Regions from separate parts of the Rattus norvegicus genome. Here region 1 is linked to region 2. Evidence: chromatin contacts called from public Hi-C data. All regions are on one chromosome and are shown on one strand. The core of a region is the stretch at or near the end of the contact, and the rest is flanking DNA. Distances in the headings are between cores, read along the strand shown. Region 1 holds the start of Rapgef5 (Rap guanine nucleotide exchange factor 5). Region 2 overlaps LOC120093171.

Region 1 (6,269 bases), core at 1,276-3,775, 98 kb after region 2:
AAAGAGAACACTACATAACACTACATATACTCTTTTCTTCTTCTTCTTCTTCTTCTTCTTCTTCTTCTTCTTCTTCTTCTTCTTCTTCTTCTTCTTCTTCTTCTTCTTCTTCTTCTTCTTTTTTTCGGAGCTGGGGACCGAACCCAGGGCCTTGCGCTTCCTAGGTAAGCGCTCTACCACTGAGCTAAATCCCCAGCCCCTTTCTTCTTCTTCTTCTTCTTCTTCTTCTTCTTCTTCTTCTTCTTCTTCTTCTTCTTCTTCTTCTTCTTCTTCTTCTTCTTCTTCTTCTTCTTCTTCTCTATTTCTTCTTTATTTCTTCTTCTTCCTCTTCCTCTTCCTCCTCTTCCTCTTCCTCATCCTCCTTTCCTCCTCCTCCTCCTCCTCCTCTTCCTCCTCCCCCCCTCCTCTTCTTGTTTGTTTGCTTCTGGGCATAGTTTCTTCTGTTCTAACTTGGGTCCTTGGGCTTGCAAGGCAATCACCTTAGCAGACAAGCTACCTTCACTGTTCCTACCTGTTTGCCGAGGATATGGGCCTTTATTATTTATTATTTTAACCTAAGCAGACTTTTCAAAAGTCCTTTACTGATGTTGTGCATTAGATAGCATGTCATAGTTGATTCTATAGAATCTATGGTATAAATTTCAAACTCCTAAGTCTTATATTGAAAACTGTGAATCTGGGCTTTGTAGTGCAGGCCTGTAACCCTAGCACTTGGAAGACAGAGAAAGGTTGCCAAGAGTTCAATGTGATCCTCGGCTGCATAGGGTGCTTCAGGTCAGTCTGGGCTACTTGAGACTCTCTCTCTCTCTCTCTCTCTCTCTCTCTCTCTCTCAAAAAAAAAAAAAAAAAAAAAAAAACAACAACCAAAAAGCCAAAGGAAGGGAAGCTGCCTTTAAGAACATGTGTGAAGACCAAGAATGTCAACTAGGAGATGTGATCTCTTCTGTAGCAGAGTGAATTCATAGATAATTCAAATGCTACTTCTCAGGGACTGTATGGCTGGCAGATGACTGTTAACTAGGAGTGTCCTGGTGCTCCTGTGAACCAGGTACCAACCCCTCAGCTGGCACGTCAGGGGCAGTTTGAAATAGGTAATGTCTGAGAACTCAAGGTAATGAATGACTGAGTATTTTAACCTAAACGTCAGAGTCTGATGTTGGATACAGATGTAGAGCTTCATTCTTGGATAAATCTGCACCACAGACATCTGGACACCATAACGGACTATAAAGTTCCTTACTGACTCCTCAGTTAAATGTCCATGGGTTAGGTGACAAAATTTAAGTCCTTTGAGGTAAGTCAACAACACCAATTCTACCCCCCCCCACTTCTTCATTATGAATCACCTTTCTCTAACAGGACATATTCTTCATGTCCAACCGCTCTCTCTGGCTCTATGTGAGCCACCTAAGAGTTGGAAATCACAATTTCAAGTCTCCTTGCTTGAAGGGCCCTAAGCTTTAAGACATTGTGTAAACTTCCTTCCTTCTCTGGCTTAGGTTGCTCTTCCCAGGAGATTTTAGTATTCACGTTCACTTGACAATTAGCAAGAGTTTAGGCACTACCTGATTTCCTCTCAGTATTTATCTACACAAGGCTGAATTTCCCTTTTCTTAAGGGCAGATCTTCACGTTACCTACTCGGCCTCATTTCCGTGCACACTTGGCCAAGCATCTGCTGTGTGAGAGGTACAGTAGTAACCTTGACTCCAAATTCTTACTTGTCATTTTAAAAACTGTAAACGTGAACAAGGGTTTTCGGATCTTAGGGGTCACAGGCAAAGAGTGGGTCTCAGGGTTCTGGTGCTGAGGAGTCAAAGGCCGTGGTGACGATTCACCGCCCCTTGGAGTTGAAGGCCTTCCTGGAATGGTTTCCACTCGGCGCTCCGCAATTCCTACCTCCTGGAATTGTATAAGCAGTGATTCACACCGCGCTAAGCCTTTGCAGTTTAGGAAGAACATTCATCACACACAGAAGGCTTCCAGGGAGGTCAGGTTCCAACATGTTAACAGAGATTCACCTTCGGGCCACCAGACTTGCACCTATTTTGCTGAGCACCCATCAAAAACAACTAGTTTTCTCTGCTCCCCCTTTCACGAGGAGCGTGCTCACAGGGTCACTGGGGTGGGGGGTGGGGCAATGATGTCCCAAGAAGTCCATTCTGCACAGTTTCTAGAATAAGAACTGTGCTGTGGGACTAGGCTAAGCGCGGGAGGGAGGAGGACCTCTTAGCCTTCTGGGTCGCAGTCCAGGACACTCCTGGCTGAAGCAAAGAGCCTTTTTAGTCTCTGGGGGGATGGGCCCGGAGGTGGTTGCTGGGACTGGCGCACCTGTGCAGGCTGGGAGCATGCGGCGCTCCCGGGCCCCTTCCGAGGGCGGTGGGAGTGTCTGGGCCGCCCAGAGGTGAGTGGCGGGGCGGGGCGGGGAGCACCTGGGCGGGGCCGGGGCGGTGCGCGGGGCCGAGGCTCCCGGCCCGGCGCGCGCCAATGGGCAGCGGCTGGTAGCGCGTCCCGCGCCCGAGCCGCAGTCTCGCCCTCTCGCTGCCTTGCGAAGGCGCGGAGGCGAGCGCGGAGGAGAGCAGCCTCGGGCGCCGCCGCAACCGTCAGGGCATCAGGATGGCGGTGGGCTCTGTCAAGATGCAGCCGCCGTGCGAGAGCCCGGCCCTGGCTTCGGCGGCCCCGGCCGAGGGGCCCCTGCGCCGCAGCCCGAGCGCCCGGGAGCCGGAGCGCGAGCCGACCGCCGCGTCTCTGCGGCCGCGCCTCAGGGACCTGCCTGCGCTGCTGCGGAGCGGGCTCACGCTGCGGAGGAAGCGGAGCGCCGCCGGGGCCCGGGTGAGTGGCCGGGGCGCGCACGTGGAGCCCTCGGCCGCCCGGCGGGCCCGCCACGCCGTGGCTGGAAGTTGGGGAGGTGGCGGGACTCCTCTGGAGAGGGACTCGGGACGGCTGGGTTAGGGGGCGCCCCTCGGTCTGCGACGGCCACCCTTCCCCCTCAGATGCACCTGAGCGAACCGGGGCGCCCGGACATCACTGGAAGAAGGGCTGTTTGCTGCTTTCTGTGGGGAAGCTGCAGGTGTCCCGTGACTAAGTCAGTCAGCCCCGTCCCACAGAAAGTCTCAGGCCTCCAGCGGGTCCTGTTTGCAGGTGGCCTGCGACGTGCTTGCTTGTTTTGGAAGACTCATAGCAATGTCTGTGCGTCCGGACTGCCCTGGCAGCCGCCACTGCTGAGGGGGAGACTTAGGAGTTGGAAGAGCTTGGGTGAGCTTTTAGCTCCTGAGTTCCATCACTGGGAGCACTCAGTACTCCGGGACGCCCCCTAGAGCGGGAGAGGGTCGGACCCCCGGGAATCTCAAATAGCGACTTTCAGATTGTGTGTTCAGATATGACTTCCTGGTGAAGGAGCATTCCTTGTGTTCTAAATGCATCTCACGACCTGAGCAGGCCAGGCTTTTTTTTTTTTTTTTTTTTTTTTTATGTTAAAAGGAGGGGTTACTTGTCATCCTGGGTATCTTTAAGCCACTCAGAATGCACCAGTAAGCTCTCACTCACTTTTCCTACTCAGCAGATCAGGTTACAATCGTACATCCTTGGTACATCCTACTTATAATTTTTTTATCATTATGTAGTATTTACAACAATTTAGATGATTTTTTGACTAGAAGTCTTAGTTATTTGACTTGAAAGGAGACAGTAGCTGGAGACTCACAGCTCCTGCGACATTCATTGGTTTGCAGAAATATAAGGGCTGGAGAAGCATTTGCTCTGTTGTGGCTTCCAGTGGATTGGAAAAGCTCTGACTTGCTACAGTTCTTGTTCTCCAGTCTGTTTCCCCTTTCCTATGCATTTTCTTCTTCCAGACCACTTTAAAGGATTGTTCTTAGGATTCTCTTGTGCCATTATATAATTTTTAATGCAGCCACCAGAAAAGTTTCAGAATTGCCCACACAGTAATCTTTTTTTTTTTTTTAAATTCACGTTACATTCTGTTCACTGCCCCTCTTGCGGTCATCCCCTCCCACAATACTTTCCCTTCTCTGAGTGGGTGGGGCCCGTATCACACACCCCCTTCCTCATATCAAGTTTCTGCAGGGCTAGGCATATTCTCTCCCACTGAGGCCAGACAAGGCAGTCCAGCTAGAAGAATATATCCCATGGAAAGGCAATAGCTTTTGGGATAGCCTTCACTCCAGTTGTTTGGGACCCAGGTGAAGTCCAAGCTGCACACGTTCTCCCTATGTTCAAGGAGGCCTAACTCCAGCCCATGTGTGTTCTTTGGTTAATGGTTCAGTCTCTGAGAGCTTCAAGGGTCCAGGTTAGTTGACTTTCTTGGTCTTCCTGTGGAGTTCCTATCCCCTTGAGGACCTCAATTCTTCGCCAAGAGTCCTCAAGTTCTATCCACTCCACACAGTAGTCTTGATGTGTGGCATACAGGATTGCTTCCAAAGAAAGGCAGGAAGTATGTCCTCAAGATAGAGTGGGTAAATAAACACAAGATCCAGAATTATAGACTTTGCAAGAATCTAGGGGGAAGTAGGTCAAATTGTGTTCCTGTTATCCTTGACAGTTACTTTTCCACAGCACAGAATACTGAAGACATGGGCAGCCTGGCAGTCTGTGACAGGAATTGTCCAAATTTCTGCATAGATCCATCCGCTGTGTTCATCTACAAGGGGACTCTAGTTTCTTGCTGCCTGGGATGATGATGTTTGCTCTGTCAGTGTGCAGACTGGCCCTCATTTCCAAACTACCCCGTATATGGGCCCTTCAAATAACCTACTTTAATAATTCTTCTATTATGGTACAACATATTAGTTCTTTAAGAGCTTAAATGAATGTCTCTCTTAAAAGATCAAGTGTCAAGCTTTTCACTGTTGGAAACTCCCACTTTACATCAACTTCTCCCTACATCTGCTTTGGGGGAGACTATTTTAGTTTGCTTTCTGTTGCTGTGATAAAACATCATAACCAAAAAGCAGCTCTGGGAAGTAAGGGTTATTTCATCTTCAGCTTACAGTTCATCAACTGGGAAGTTGGAGGAAGAACTCAAGACAGGAACCTGGAGGCAGGAACTGAAGCAGAGGCCATGGAGGAGTGCTGCTTACTGGATTGCTCACCCTGGTTTGTTCAGCCTGCCCAGGGGTGTCACTATTGAGAGTAGGCAGGGTCCTCCCACATCCTTCACCAAATCAAGAAAATGGTCTACAGACTTGCCTATAGGGCATCTGATTGAGGCCTTTTCTCAGTCAAGAGTCCCAGATGACTATAGCTATGTCTTGTTGAAAAAAACCTAACTAGGGCAACTACTGTTGCAATTTTTTGTAACCCTTGTTGTCAAAGGGAGAGGAAGGAGTTTGAAAGAAGGGAAAACAGTAAAATCGTGTGCTCCTGTGTCATGTAGCTCAAGACACTGTAACACAATCTGTAAACCAGATGGTCTCAAGAGATGTTTATTTTCTCACAATTTTGACAGCTGGCGAACCGAAGTTCAGTGTTCAGGCCGGTTTTGTTTCTGCACAGGGCTCTGTCTGCCTTGTAGATGCCCATTTGCTTCTGCTCATTCCTGTGGCCTTTCTTTAGCAGGGTCAAAGAGAAGATAATCTTGTCTTCTTTTTATAAGGCCACTAATCTTACCATGAGGCCCTCACCCTCACAACCAAATACAATCTAAATACTGCCAAAGTCTCCATCACATTATTACTCCCACCCCCCAAAATTTCCCTATACCATCACAATAAAAGTTTGGGCTTCAACAAAAGAATTGTATGGGTGATATAAATGGTCCATAAGAAGGAGTTTGAGAGGAAGAGACAAATAGTAGAATATATCCCAGGCTGATTGGCAGGTGATATTAACTGGGTAGACCCCTCGATTAGGACATTGATAATGTAAAGGCTCAGAGACTCATGAAAACAGAGGCTGTACCTCCAGACTGGAGCTGCATGATCTCCATTAGTAGAAGTTCACTCAGAACAAAGCAGCTCTGAGTATTGCACTGTTGATGAAGAGGTCCAATTACAGGAAGATCTGACTTAGTAGTTCATATGCTGTCATCCATGTTGTTTTAGAATCCCACAGTTTGAGACCATCCAACATCATCTCAGCTCTCTGTGGACTGTGTTGTTCCACTGCAGACTATCTCTTACCAGGACAAGTTAACCTGTCCTTTGGTTAATACAGCATAGTTCCTTGGATCCCTGGTTCCTCTGTTCTGTCATTTCTAATTTTGAATTCACGGTGCATACTGCTTAAGAAGACTGCACCTCCTTTGGACAA
Region 2 (6,181 bases), core at 2,260-4,759:
AGTGCAGAGGGCGTCAGAGAAATTCATACCGTCAGTGGTAATTCTCTTAGTTCTTATGTGTCCGACGACTACGGATAAACAATACACAGATCGCCCCCTCTTCCCCCCAAATTAACAGCAGAACAGAACACGCTTTCTGCCACAGAGAACATGCAAATGCCCAGTGCACACGAAAAGAAGACACACACTTTTGCTCATCCACGATAAAGCATCCGACCCAGCCCGTCCTGAAGCTTGGCCAGTACAGACTGTTGATGCAACTGTGGTTGGCGTAAGAGGCTGGTTTCCAGTTACGGTGCGCTCACCAGCCAGGCCCTACGCTTGTCCAGTGTGCAGCCCCTGCAGCAGGAGCCGCTTTCCTGAGGACGAGTTCCCACAGCAAGCATAGCTTCTACAGTGCTCACCTCTGCAGGGCCCGGTCAGTGCCATTATTCAGTTTTGTTGTAAGTATCCTTAGTAAGATACTGCCCCATGATAGCTTTCTCAAGCAGGCTGATTCACAGAAGGTTTCGTTAGTGCAGTAAATACCACAGTGACTTCTCTGCCCCTCTGTGGGCCATGGCAGCCGTAGAAGATGGATTTTCTGCTCACTCTCTGCTCCCAGGGGTGGGTGACTGTTCTTCATGTCTGCTTGTTTATTGCGTTTTCTGCATGGTTATGGTACAACTTTGTTCGTGTGTGTGTGTGTGTGTGTGTGTGTGTGTGTGTGTGTGTGTATCCAGAATGCACAAGAGTGTCCATAGAAACTCCATTCAGAATCGCTGACATTGTTACTTGTCCAGCTGTTGTGACAACCTAACTGACTGGCAAAGTGACTTAAGGAGGAACAGGTTTGCCTTGACTCAGTTCCAGGAAACATCAGGGCAGGAGGAGCCTCGGGCAGCTGCTCCTATTACAGCCATGGGCAGTCATTCTGGTTCGTTTTATGTCAATTTGACACAAACCAGAGTCCTCAGAGGAGGGAGCCTCAGCTGGGGGGATTAGAAGGAAGTGGGCTTTGATTTACCTGATTGAGGTGGAGAAGAGAGAGGAGCAAGGAGAGACCAGGAGGAGAAGGAGGAAGAATGAGAGCAGAGGAGGAAGCTGCCACGAGGGTGGATGGACCATTAGCACATGGCCAGGAGAAACAGCAAGTATCTGGGCTACACCACTGGGGGAGGTAGCCAGGGCAGCTAAAAGTAACTAGGAGTTCCCCTCCATCCCAGTAATTGTCAAAGCCAAATAAAATAACCACAGTCTGGGTCTCATTTTTTTTTTTTTGTAAGCTAGTTGGGGATAGGTTTAAATTGGTTCTACTACAGAGAAAATGTCTCAGTAAGTTCCATCTGTAGGCAAGCCTATAGAGTATTTTCTTAATTAGCGATTGATGGGGAGGGCCATACCCATGGTGGGTCCTGGGCTTGTGGTCCTGGGTTCCATAAGAAACAGGCTGAGCAAACCATGAAGAGCAAGCCAGCAAGCAGCACCCCTCCATGGCCTCTGCATCAGTTCCTGCCTCCTGGTTCCTGCCCTGCTTGAATACCTGTCCTGACTTCCTTTGATGATGAACAGTGATATGGAAATGCAGACCCAAATAAGCCCTTTCCTCTCTAAACCGCCTTGATTTACGGTGTTTCACATCAGCAATAGAAACCGTAACTAAGACCGTCAGGAAACAGAAAGATGGATTCTGGATTTAGTACAGGCCCCCAGCCACGGAAAAGAACCCACATTTAAGGTGGGCGTCTTTATCACAGTTAACCTGATCTCAAAAGCCCCCCACAGTAAAGTTTATCTCCCGTGTAACTCTAGATCCTTCAAGGAGTTAATCATTATTAAAGATCACAATAGCCAATACTGGGAACCACCCAAAAGGCCAATGGAATAAATGCTGCCCAGAAATGAGGAAGAGGGCTACTTGGGATGAACCTCACAGACACTGTTGAGTGAAAGAAGCAATATAGCATGTCCTCTAAGATTTCACTATGTGAAGTGTATGAGCAGACAAATTCACCACGATCGAAGTCAGAATAATGATTGCACCCAGGGGCAAGGATAGATACTAAGAAAAGAGCACAGGGAGGCTTGGGGGAATATTTGACATGTTATGTTTTGATGGAAGGGTAAATACGTAGACATATATTTAGGTAAGATGGGATGTGACTTAGTGCTAAAGACCCAGGATTCCCAAACTCATGCAAAAGCCAGGTACGCTCACACAGGCAGGTCCGCAACCTCCGCACTGGGGGCAGCAGGAGGCAGGTGTGTCCCTGGAGCTTGCTGACCAGACAGTTCAGCCATAGAGTGAGCTCTGGACTCAGCGAGTCTCTGACTTACATAAGGTGGGGACAGCAGGAGAAAGTGACCTGGGATCGGCCTTTGGCCCACACAAGTACATGTGGAAGCACACACACCTGCACACCTGTTTGCACACAAAGTGACCATTGTGCACGTTGGCGGTATTTGATACTCTAATGAAAAGGCAATACAAACGGAATTGCTAGAGAAAAGCTGTGGGTATAAGCTGTGCAGACAGGATCCGTAACTATTCCCCATGCTCTTGTCCCCCTTAACAGTGCCGACCAGCATGGACAGATCCATTTATACTTCCCCTTGAGGCCGGTGACTAAAACCACAGTCCCTTCGCTATGAGTGTGTGGTGTGTGGGAAGAAAGTGGCCGGTGAAGGGAGCGGCGAAGATCAAGAGACTTTCCCACATATTTAGTCAGTGGTGATGGGTACATCCCACTGTCTCTTCCTGGCCAGGACCCTGTCTGCCCATCGCACATTCAGAGGCTCCCTTCAAACCGGTCTGAGATGAGTAATGGCATGCTTTGTAGAACAGAGCAGAGAGTTTCATTTGAGAAAGCCAACAGAGAATGATTCTGAAGTAATCCCGTCACAGTTGGTTGGCAGCGACACAAATTTCTCCCTCCACTGTTGTCTTACCACAGTGCTGAATACTGCTGGGAGTGTTGGAGGAGCACGTGGGCCAGCTGGGCGCTGTCTGCAGTCACTGCACTTCCAAACAGCAGCGATGTGAAAACTCAGAGTGCTCACTCCTCCTACCTAACCCCCGGCCTTCCTACAGGGACCAAAGGAAGCACAACATGTTGTTCAGGGCTAGTGTCAGGATGAGCAACTGCCACAGAATGGAGGAAGGGACTCTCACCTCCAGAGTCCCTCCTGCTCCTTGAGCACCAGGCAGGGGCTCCCAGGCAGCCACAGAGGCAACCAGGACTCACTGGAACCAGTGCAAGGAACAGTTAGCTTCTGCTTAATCACACAGAATCCCAAGGTGTAAACAGAGGACCCAGCGTAGAGTCCCCCATCTCCGTACTCATTTGGAGAAGAGACAGAGTCATTTGTACTTCTTGTGTATACCTCAATCTTTTAACTGTACTTTTCTCTCGACACGCTTTTCTGGTTTCAATTTCTCTGCTTGCACCCATACTCCACCTTTCTTCTTCTTTTGAGTCCTGAAGACTTCCGGGGCTCTGTTGCCTGCGGCTCCATGTTGGCCTCTGCCAGTAGAGGGCGCTGCCAGGAGACCGTACACAGCTGAGAAAGGGAGGGAAGTTTTATTCCTCTGTGCTGTAACCAAGCCCACTGAGGCAAAGGGAAGCGGAGGGTCCCGGCGGTGTTTGTCTCAGCGGGGACACATCTCACAGAGCTGAGACCAGCAATTCTCTAAGGTCAGCCTCTTCTTTCTTGGCAACCACACCTTGTATTTGAGGGCCAGCGTGCCAGCTACGCTTTCCCGCCAAGTTTTCTCCTCTGCCCTGTACCCACTAGTTCTAAGTCTTCTTCTATTCTCCCTCTGTTCTGTTACTGTCAGCCTTGTCTTCTGACTGATCCCACTGCATGTCCCGTGTGCTGTGGCTAACCCGTAGGGAGCCAGGGCTTTTGGCTCCCGGGGAAGCGCGATATGGTAAACTGGATATATTTCAGTGAATTTGTTTCCATATCCTAGTCAGATTGGCCTGGGATGCGCCATTAGACAGATATCATAAGGCTGGATTTCCTTTCATAGCCCACCTTTGTGTGTTTAAAAAGAAAAGCCCGGGTTGGGGATTTAGCTCAGTGGTAGAGCGCTTGCCTAGGAAGCACAAGGCCCTGGGTTCGGTCCCCAGCTCCGGAAAAAAATAAAATAAATAATGAGACCTTTCTCAATTAAAAAAGAAAAGCCCATTTCTCCTGTCTCCCTCAAGTTATAACTGCATTGTTTAAAGTTGTAGTACATTTGTGGTTTTTAAAATAATTCAACAATCTAGAGAGATTAGTGTGTAAAACCTTAAAAGTGGGAATTTTAAAAATTAAGAATTAAAAAAATTAGGAATTAATTAAAAATTAATTTGGGACCAGGGGAAATGGCTTAGTCAGCTGTATAAACATGATGACTTGAATTTGGATCCCCAGAGCCCACATTAAAGCTAAATTAGGCTGTATTTGACTATAACTCCAAAGGTAGGAAGGCAAAGATAGACTGGGGCCTGGCCAGTTAGCCAGTCTAACCAAAAAATCATGTTCCAGGTTCAGAGAGAGACTCTGTCTCAAAACTGAAATGGCGAACAATAGAGAACATGAATCCCTGGCCTCTGGACAGGCGTGTGTGGTTGTGGACACTCGTACTCACACACATATCTGTATACATACACAGCACACACAGAGAGCACATGCAGAGAGCACACACATACAACACATATACAGCACACACAGAGAGCACACACAGCACACACAGAACACACAGAGAGAGCACACATACAGCACACGCACACATACAACACATACACAGCACACACAGAAAGCACACACACAGCACACAGAGAACACACACAGCACACACACAGAGCACATACACAAACACACACAGACTTACACACACAGCACACACAGAGAACACACAGAGAACACACACACACAGACTCACACACACAGAGCACACACAGAGAGCACACACAGAAAGCACACACACAGCACACACACAGAGCACATACACACACACAGAGAACACACACAGCACATACACACAAACTCACACAAACATACACACAGAGAGAACACATTCACACAGAGAGAACACACACAGCACACACACACACATACAGCACACACACAGAACACACACAGAGCACATACACATTCACACACAGAGACTCTCACACATGCAGAGAGAGCGCACAGCACACACAGAGAGCACACATAGAACACATACACAGAGCACATGCACATGCACACACACAGACTCACACACAGAGCACACACACAGCATACACAGCACACACAGAGAACACACAGAGAGAGCACACATACAGCACACGCACAGAGCACACACACACAACACATACACAGCACACACAGAAAGCATACACACAGCACACAGAGAACACACACACAGCACACACACAGAGCACATACACACACACAGACTCACACACACACAGAGAACACACATAGCACATACACACACATACACACAGACTCACACAAACACACACACAGAGAGAACACATTCACACAGAGAGAACACAACAGCACACACACACATACAGCACACACACACACAGAACACACACAGAGCACATACACATTCACACACAGAGACTCTCACACACACATGCAGAGAGAGAGCACACACACAGCACACACAGAGAGCACACATAGAACACACACAGAGCACATGCACATGCACACACACAGACTCACACACACATAAACACAGAGAACACATTCACACACAGAGAGAACACACACAATACACACACAGAGAGCACATACATATGAACACACATAGATTCACACACACAAACACACACATACGCATAGCACAAACACCAAAAAAGTAAATTAAAATAAATAAAAATCAATTAAATTTGTTTGGGTTATCACTGTGTAGATGATTGTCTGGATGAAGGAAGGAAAGAAGGAAGGAAGGAAGGAAAGAAGGAAGGAAGGAAGGAAAGAAGGAAGGAAGGAAGGAAGGAAGCAGCAGGTAAAAGCAAGAAAGGCCTGAAGTGGAAACTCAAGGGTTCTTTGGAAAGTCAGTTGTGTTGGATGGTGTTTTGCTGGGGCAGACACTCGAAGGAACATTTCACTGGAGCAGACACAAGTGGGAGGATTTCTGCTAAAGCAAGCACATGAAAGGACACGTGATGAAGGACTCTTTGCTACCCACGTGCATGTATTGTTCTGCCTTACACTG

What was found. Hi-C and Micro-C count contacts between places; a contact is called where the count stands out from the background.
Region 1: a Hi-C map of prefrontal cortex shows a contact between it and region 2, with 3 times the contacts expected there. The contact joins the promoter of Rapgef5 here to the enhancer-like site in region 2. A contact is called at or near these places in 3 of 12 Hi-C or Micro-C datasets (frontal cortex, mammary epithelial cells and prefrontal cortex).

What each region holds. Positions count from the first base shown.
Region 1 is chr6:144,585,637-144,591,905 of GRCr8, forward strand. It overlaps Rapgef5 (Rap guanine nucleotide exchange factor 5), which reads left to right and starts at 2,526. Exons shown (of 26, transcript NM_001395143.1): 1 at 2,526-2,831. The coding sequence starts at 2,616.
Region 2 is chr6:144,486,857-144,493,037 of GRCr8, forward strand. LOC120093171 reads left to right here. Exons shown (of 3, transcript XM_063262805.1): 3 at 2,556-6,181. The coding sequence starts at 4,563. The coding sequence ends at 5,825. Among named protein-coding and RNA genes, the nearest start is that of Rapgef5, 98 kb to the right of the region's middle. Within about 2 kb of position 3,510, at least 23 of the 93 cell types and tissues checked have an H3K27ac peak or open chromatin away from gene starts, as enhancers often do. A contact at or near this core is called in prefrontal cortex, where this site is marked.